Linked DNA regions of Zea mays: region 1 is linked to region 2. The links are chromatin contacts, called in public Hi-C maps. All regions are on one chromosome and are shown on one strand. The core of a region is the stretch at or near the end of the contact, and the rest is flanking DNA. Distances in the headings are between cores, read along the strand shown. Region 1 holds the start of LOC100280393 (60S ribosomal protein L37a). Region 2 has its middle 5.8 kb from the start of LOC103646591.

Region 1 (3,343 bases), core at 585-3,084, 570 kb after region 2:
TGTCGGTCCTAGACGAAGCTCCTTTATCATTGCTTCAATAGCAATGTCATATTGCATGCTTGGTGCCTAAGCTCGAAGCTGAAGGAATCTTCGGACATGTGCCTAAAGATATTCATCTTGGTCTTGAAAGCCTAAGCAGTGATGGTTTAGTTTGAAAGCCTTGAAAGCTACTAAGGAGAATGTCCTTAAGCTTCTGCCATGAAGATATGGATCTTGGATGAAGAGCATAGTAACATGTCTGTGCCACATTCTTGACTGCATGACAATTTTTTTGCCATGATTGCTGCATTGCCACCATACAAAGATATGATGGCCTCATAATTCATTAAGAACTACTTCGGATATGATAGACCATCATAAATTGGGAGTTAAGGTGGCATGTAGAGCAGTGGCCATAGTGCAGCTTGCAACTAAGCTGCCAAAGGAGAAGAATCATCGTTTAACGAAGCATCATAGTTGTGTTCTTCGAAATGAACATTTCTTTGATGGCGTGAACCTTGGAATTACTCCTCTTGTTGCGTCATGTGACACAATTCCTATGATGGTTCGTAAATTTGTCGTTGTAGTTGAGAGACCCGAAGCATCTTCTCTGGTCGCTTCTCGACTTGCTGATGAATAGCTTTGATATTTTCAATTTTTAGGTCAAGATCATCTTGTGGTGGAGGATTCGTGTCCTTGCTTTTCCCTTTCTATGCCTCGAGAAGACGCGCCTCTTCATCCTAGATCTGATCAATGGGAGGAAGAACTAAGGCGGGAGCTGCGGTCCTCTTTGGAGGCATGATAGATAGATGCTTGTAGTCATGAGTTCAACGAAGGTGTATGCCAATGTTGGTCACGTGCTTTGATTCTTGATCGGGACAAAAATAGGGCAACACAATTAGGGAAAAGACTTTCGTCCCCACATTCTATTCATTAAAAAAGACCAGGAGAAGAAGGTTGATATAATAAAAGATATCCAAATAACATAATAGGATAGAATGAAAACATTTGAGAGAGACCGCTACTAGTATAATCCTTTTATTATACCTTTTAAGTTACAAGCAATTACAAGTGTACCTTCGGGAGTTAAGGTAAGGATGCGAAGGTACAACTTCGGAAGTAGAGTGATTCTGATTTCCCATGTCCTCTCCTCCAAAAATGTGTCTCTGCATGACATTGTACCTATTTTTTTAGTGGAGAGCCACAATACAACTCGATCTAAGATTACAAATATGCCCTCGAGTCCTATACATTGAGACTACATAACCCTCCAGGGACGTCATTATCTTTTCATTTGTAGGCGTGTTGAATAGGCCTCTGGGTTTCTCTCCTTTAGCTTTGTTGGCTTGTTGTCGTGCGTCTGAGCCATAGAGCCGAAGCTTCCTGGCTCTACTTTCGTGAGTACATGGTTTAACCGAAGGTTTTCAGACGAAGGTCAAGTTCACTACTTCCAAGGTTCTAAAACAAACTTAGAACAATATATATTAATGTTTTGAGGAGCTTCAGCATGAAAAGGCCCCCAACATTATCTAATTTGTTCTACCTCTTAAACATCATGGTTAACCTTTTTTGACATCTTGCTTTCAACCTTTTCTATTTTCCTTAAGCTAAACATGTTTCTAAATATTTTAAATATGTTTTCATAAGATTGAAATATTTTGTATATATATGTTTTATCTCAGTCATCTTCTTTTTTTTTGTAATTTTAAAACATTTTAATTCAAAAACTTTATTAAATATCTTTCAAATTTTAAACTAAAAAGGGATAAAACAGTTCCAAAATCAGGGCCCATTTAAGCCCAGCCCATAATAGCAGGTCGCATCCATAGACTTCCACGAAACCCTAGCGCCTCATATATATAGTTTCTCTCCTGCCACTTTTGCGAGCTTACCCTCAGCACGCCGCCGCTACAGCCCGCACCTCGTTTCCTCTCCCGTCTCCGAGATGGTACGCCGCTTCTCCTCGTCCTCCCATTCTTCCCGTTACTAAGTATCTGTGTACGGTGTATGCCTAGTTGTGGACGTTTGTTATTATGTGTCGAGCGAGATCCTAGTGTTTGACTTGGTAGCCCAGCAGCTTCAGTTCGATATGGATTCGAAGGCTCCATAGTTTAATTTTCTTGATAGGGGCGTGCCAGCAATCATGCTTTGTACCAGTCGTGTTTCCATGGAAATTTGAGATATTAGGGTACCCAGATAGGCCTATGTGAAATGTGGTGGTATTGTTAGCATGACAGAAACAATGTAATTCTAAACTGCAATCTATTGCTAGCCTGTTTGTAGGGTCGTCATCGTAGTTGGATTTTGCTAGGCTGTCACTAGGCTGGATTGTGCAATTTAGCATTGCACAACGCCTTTTGTGCAGGGTAGGTTTGGAGCAGTTGCTACCTCAGGTTTGCAATGGTAAGGTGCCCAAAACCTGCTACACTTAAGGTAGAAGGCAAACTATTTCCGTAAAGCCTGTTTGCGCTCCGCATTTGAGTCCTATATAGGCTTAGCCTTTCAAATTCTATTGGTGATCACATGTTAAATGGAAACATGTTGAAGGCAGTGGTGTACTCACTCCGTTCCAAATTGTAAGCTCAATTACTTGTCACTTTTGATTTTGCATGGTTTCAAAGATTTGACCATCTGTTTTCTACAGCATTGTATTTGTGAGATTTTTTGATAAATACTTATTATCATAAATCAATCTGGATGTGTCAATATACCATCACCAACCTAGATGTTCAAGATATCTTATTTGGTAGATTATAATTATATTTTTTGCCAGTCGAACGCATGGTGACAAGTATATGTGAATGTACATAACATTTTATCAGTTTTTAGGTGTGCTGTATGTTTGGTTTACATTGTTAGTACTTGTGCAAGTTCAAGCATATTGGAAAAATACATTGTTTGTTTACTGTAAAGACAAACTAGTTATCGAACTTGATGAAAAATAAAACATTTTGATAAATCCAACATGGTCTCCAACTTAATGAAAAATAAAACATTTTCATAAATCCAACCCGGTCAGCTGACACATTTGCTGTAATCTGAAGCTGTACCTGGCAGCATGCAACATGAAAGTAGTATACAGTCCTAAGTTTAGCATTCAAATACCACTAGTATAAATCAGTAGGCCATAATATTTTTTCACTTGTGTTGATTTTAGTTGTATTTCCTTCGTTCAGATGTGTATGGAGTAATTTTTCTCTTGCTGCTATTGGAGAGTCAATAGTGACTAGCTGAACTGTATGGTTCTTAATGGTTTACTTATATAATGTTTAAGAAATTATAGTTTTCCTCTTGTGTTAACCTACCTGAATGGTACAGTCTTTTATATTGAATTATTGATACTAACATTAGTCTTGAAGCTACA
Region 2 (3,297 bases), core at 526-3,025:
ATTAACAATTGTGTTGCCTTGTTCTTGACTCACAACATTTGAGAACAAGTGACCAATAGACGAGTCGGTCAAACTTAGGATAAAAAAGTAAAACGAATTATAAATTGGGACGGAGGAAGTATCTTCTACAACGATCCATTTGACTTATATTGCAATGACCTAACAACAACCTAGTTGCATTAGCCATGTGATACCACTAGAAGATAAGGTGTTCTTATGTGTGGCCTATCGAGATAACATAAAATTTATAAAAATGTTGACTATTTAAGAAACAAGCAACATAATGTCACACAAACTATATCTCTCCTATCAAACATTTGTACATCTGCTGAACCTTTGTGTCCCTGCTCTGGTCTGGTCTGTTCACCACACCATGTTGGAATTTGTTCCCCTCACAACATGAAATTCATGACCTGGACATGCATCAAGCAAGTTAACGGTCAAGTGGAAATCTGCAAGTTACACAACCACAATAATGCACACATGTCACGCCATATGTGAAAACTGCAGAAGCTTATAGTATGTAATGGCAAGCCAGGTATGTAATGGCAAGCCAGGAGCAAAGACAAACAAGCAAGAGATAAACAAGGTTGACATGGAAAACAAGAAGTTATATGTTTCGTCATTGTCTAGAAGCTATATAGTTATTGAGATGATTGAAACTACCTTGGCAGCAACAAATGCATATCAATCTATGTTACTAAACATTAATTCAGAATTACAAATGGTGACCCTCAATTTAGTTACTTGACATCTGACCCTAATTGGGAGGTCTTCTTTGATCATTTTCCATCCTTTTGGGTATGTGGCTTCATCCATTGTGAGTTCTGGTCAACTTGTGCAGTACTATAAGCAAAGCTCTTCTTGCCAACACTCTAACAATTCAATACTTTTTCAGCATAACATAGTAAAAGAGTGCCATACAAAATAACCGCTTCTTTGGTCTGAACCATAGAAGCTTTGTGGAACCTTGTGCACACAAGCAGCATACAAAACATCAGCTTCTATGGTTTCAATCTAATACCAGCATAGAAGTTGTTGTATACAAAACATATTTTAGGTTTCCACAAAGCAATATGCACATCATACACAATAGGTTTCAGGTTACCAAAAACTCAAAAAGCAACATGCACAACATTCAAAACAGTTTTCGGGTTTCAGGTTACCAAAAATACTATAAACAGGTCTCATACCAGCTTACACATGTGTAGCACCTCAAAATCTCATTCTGATATTTGGTAGGATTCTCCATAAGTTAGCATTAGAATATCTTTTAATAAGAATTTCTCTTACCTTTAAGGATACATCTCCTAGAATAAATATGTTTGCTAACAAAAAAAAATGAAAGAATCACTATATGAATTTAGCCATCCCTTTTGTTTAACTATATATTTAAGTTAAAAAAATCTCTTAATAAAAAATATACTCTAGGATTTATTATTCTCAAAGTAACTATTTTTGGTATGACTTGCACATTTTAAAACCTTTGCTTAGCTAAGGTAATAAATAAATAAAACTAAATTTTGAATCCATGCCGAGATTTTGGTTTGTGCATTTAAATAGGCTTGAAGTTTGAACTCCATTTAAATACAATTCAAAATTTAAATTTAAACTTGAATTGAAATTAGGAAAATGAAAACAGAAAAATAAGTAAGGGAAATTGGCACTTGGGCTGGTTTCCCCCCTCTTTGGCCCACTCCTCACTTCCCTTCCGTCACCCTAGGCCCATATGACCGCATCCACCGTGCCGGCCCAACTTAAACCGAGTCGCCCACGCTCGTGCGACGCCGACCTAGGGGCCCTCGGTGGTCAGCCTCTCTTCCTTGTGTTCACATGTGATAGTGTCTCTAAGAGGTGGGGCCGCCTCGTCAGCTCCATCTCTATCGCAACAAACCCAGCCGAGTAGTTACAATCCGAACACAGAGATCACGAAGGGGAAGATTCGATCCGGGCACCATAGTCTGATGTTGTTTGCCACCAGGCCAAGGCGTGAGGATATAAACTCGTGGTCGTCGCACCCCCGTTGAGAATTCTACAGCTTATCCCCTTGCTTCCACGACGAACCGCAGAGAGGGCACCACCGTAAGCGGAACCAGGGAGCGTCGTTATCAGAGGTTGAGCAAGTAGGTCTGGGAGATTCTTCAGGAGCCATGGATCATGGCTATGGGTCTATGGAGCCAGAGGAGCGTGTGGCTATCAATCAATTGCTCACCGGAGTCAGGAGATCATGTTAACAACTCACTACTAGTGTGTATTGATTAAACTCAACATTAGCCATTACAGAGAATTATAGTCTAGAAGGAAGAACAACATGAGGATTAAGGATAGGAGAAGAATGCTGAATCCACTCTAGAAGGGTCTAGAAGAACCTAGAGAGGAAGGTAGAGGATACATGGAAAAGAGGAAAATGGAGAAGGGAGATGAACAACAGTATTCTGATATTCAATGCGTCATCCTGGTGACCGCACTGGCCCCGAACACCGCCCCGCTGAGGACGAGGCCGTGGCAGAGCAAGTGGATGGAACCCTGTCCTGGATCTCCATGTGCTCGACTCAGGTCACCTTGGAGGAGCCGTCGGCCATGTCGATGATGAGGCATCCCGATGGGAGGCAGCACGAGCGCGACAGGGGGGCGCTGAACCTTGCGTCGATGTGCACGTCGAGGCCACAGAACGAGCCATCTGGCTTGGCAAAGATGCTGTCGTACGTGTTGACATTGAGCACCTCGTGATCGCCAATCTTCACCCACAAGTGCTCGCTGGCCTGCGCCATCCTAATGAGCTCATCCATGGCGTGCTCAGTGAGGCCGAGCCCTAGAGTCGAACAAATGGTGAGCGCCTCCATGTAGTTGGGCAGTTGGCGCTGGGAACGTCGTGGAGGGCCGACTCCGGAAACGATGTCTCCATGTAGTCTGGCAGATCAATGTTGATGATAGGCTTGTCCTGCGAGGGCATGCACTTGTTGGCCTCCTCTCTGTCCTTGGAGACGACGGAGCCAATAAGGTCAAAGTTGGGCCCGTTGCTGAGGAAGGCCATGTGGTCGAGGTAGAAACCGTTAAACCGAGCGGCGAAGGCTGGGACGTAGGAGTTGACCGCGACTGGGGTGTGCTTCTCGCTGGTGCGGCGAAGGGCACGACGCCGTCGACGATTCTGGCTACGCACGCATCGGCGACAAGCACATGTGCCGCGAGCGCGACCTCTCGCCCCGCATCGGTCCTCCCTGGCTCCTATCTCCATGGAGCTCCGCATGCTCGGCCTCTTCCCGTTCTAGATCGCGTGCCTCGCGCAGATCGCTGGTC

The links. Hi-C and Micro-C count contacts between places; a contact is called where the count stands out from the background.
Region 1: a contact with region 2 is called in a Hi-C map of leaf, with 4 times the contacts expected there. The contact joins the promoter of LOC100280393 here to the enhancer-like site in region 2. A contact is called at or near these places in 3 of 25 Hi-C or Micro-C datasets (ear and leaf).

Annotation. Positions count from the first base shown.
Region 1 is chr2:75,651,559-75,654,901 of Zm-B73-REFERENCE-NAM-5.0, forward strand. LOC100280393 (60S ribosomal protein L37a) reads left to right here and starts at 1,835. Exons shown (of 5, transcript NM_001320713.1): 1 at 1,835-1,927. The coding sequence starts at 1,925.
Region 2 is chr2:75,077,271-75,080,567 of Zm-B73-REFERENCE-NAM-5.0, forward strand. No RefSeq gene overlaps it. Among protein-coding and RNA genes, the nearest start is that of LOC103646591, 5.8 kb to the left of the region's middle. Within about 2 kb of position 1,776, at least 19 of the 20 cell types and tissues checked have an H3K27ac peak or open chromatin away from gene starts, as enhancers often do. A contact at or near this core is called in ear and leaf, where this site is marked.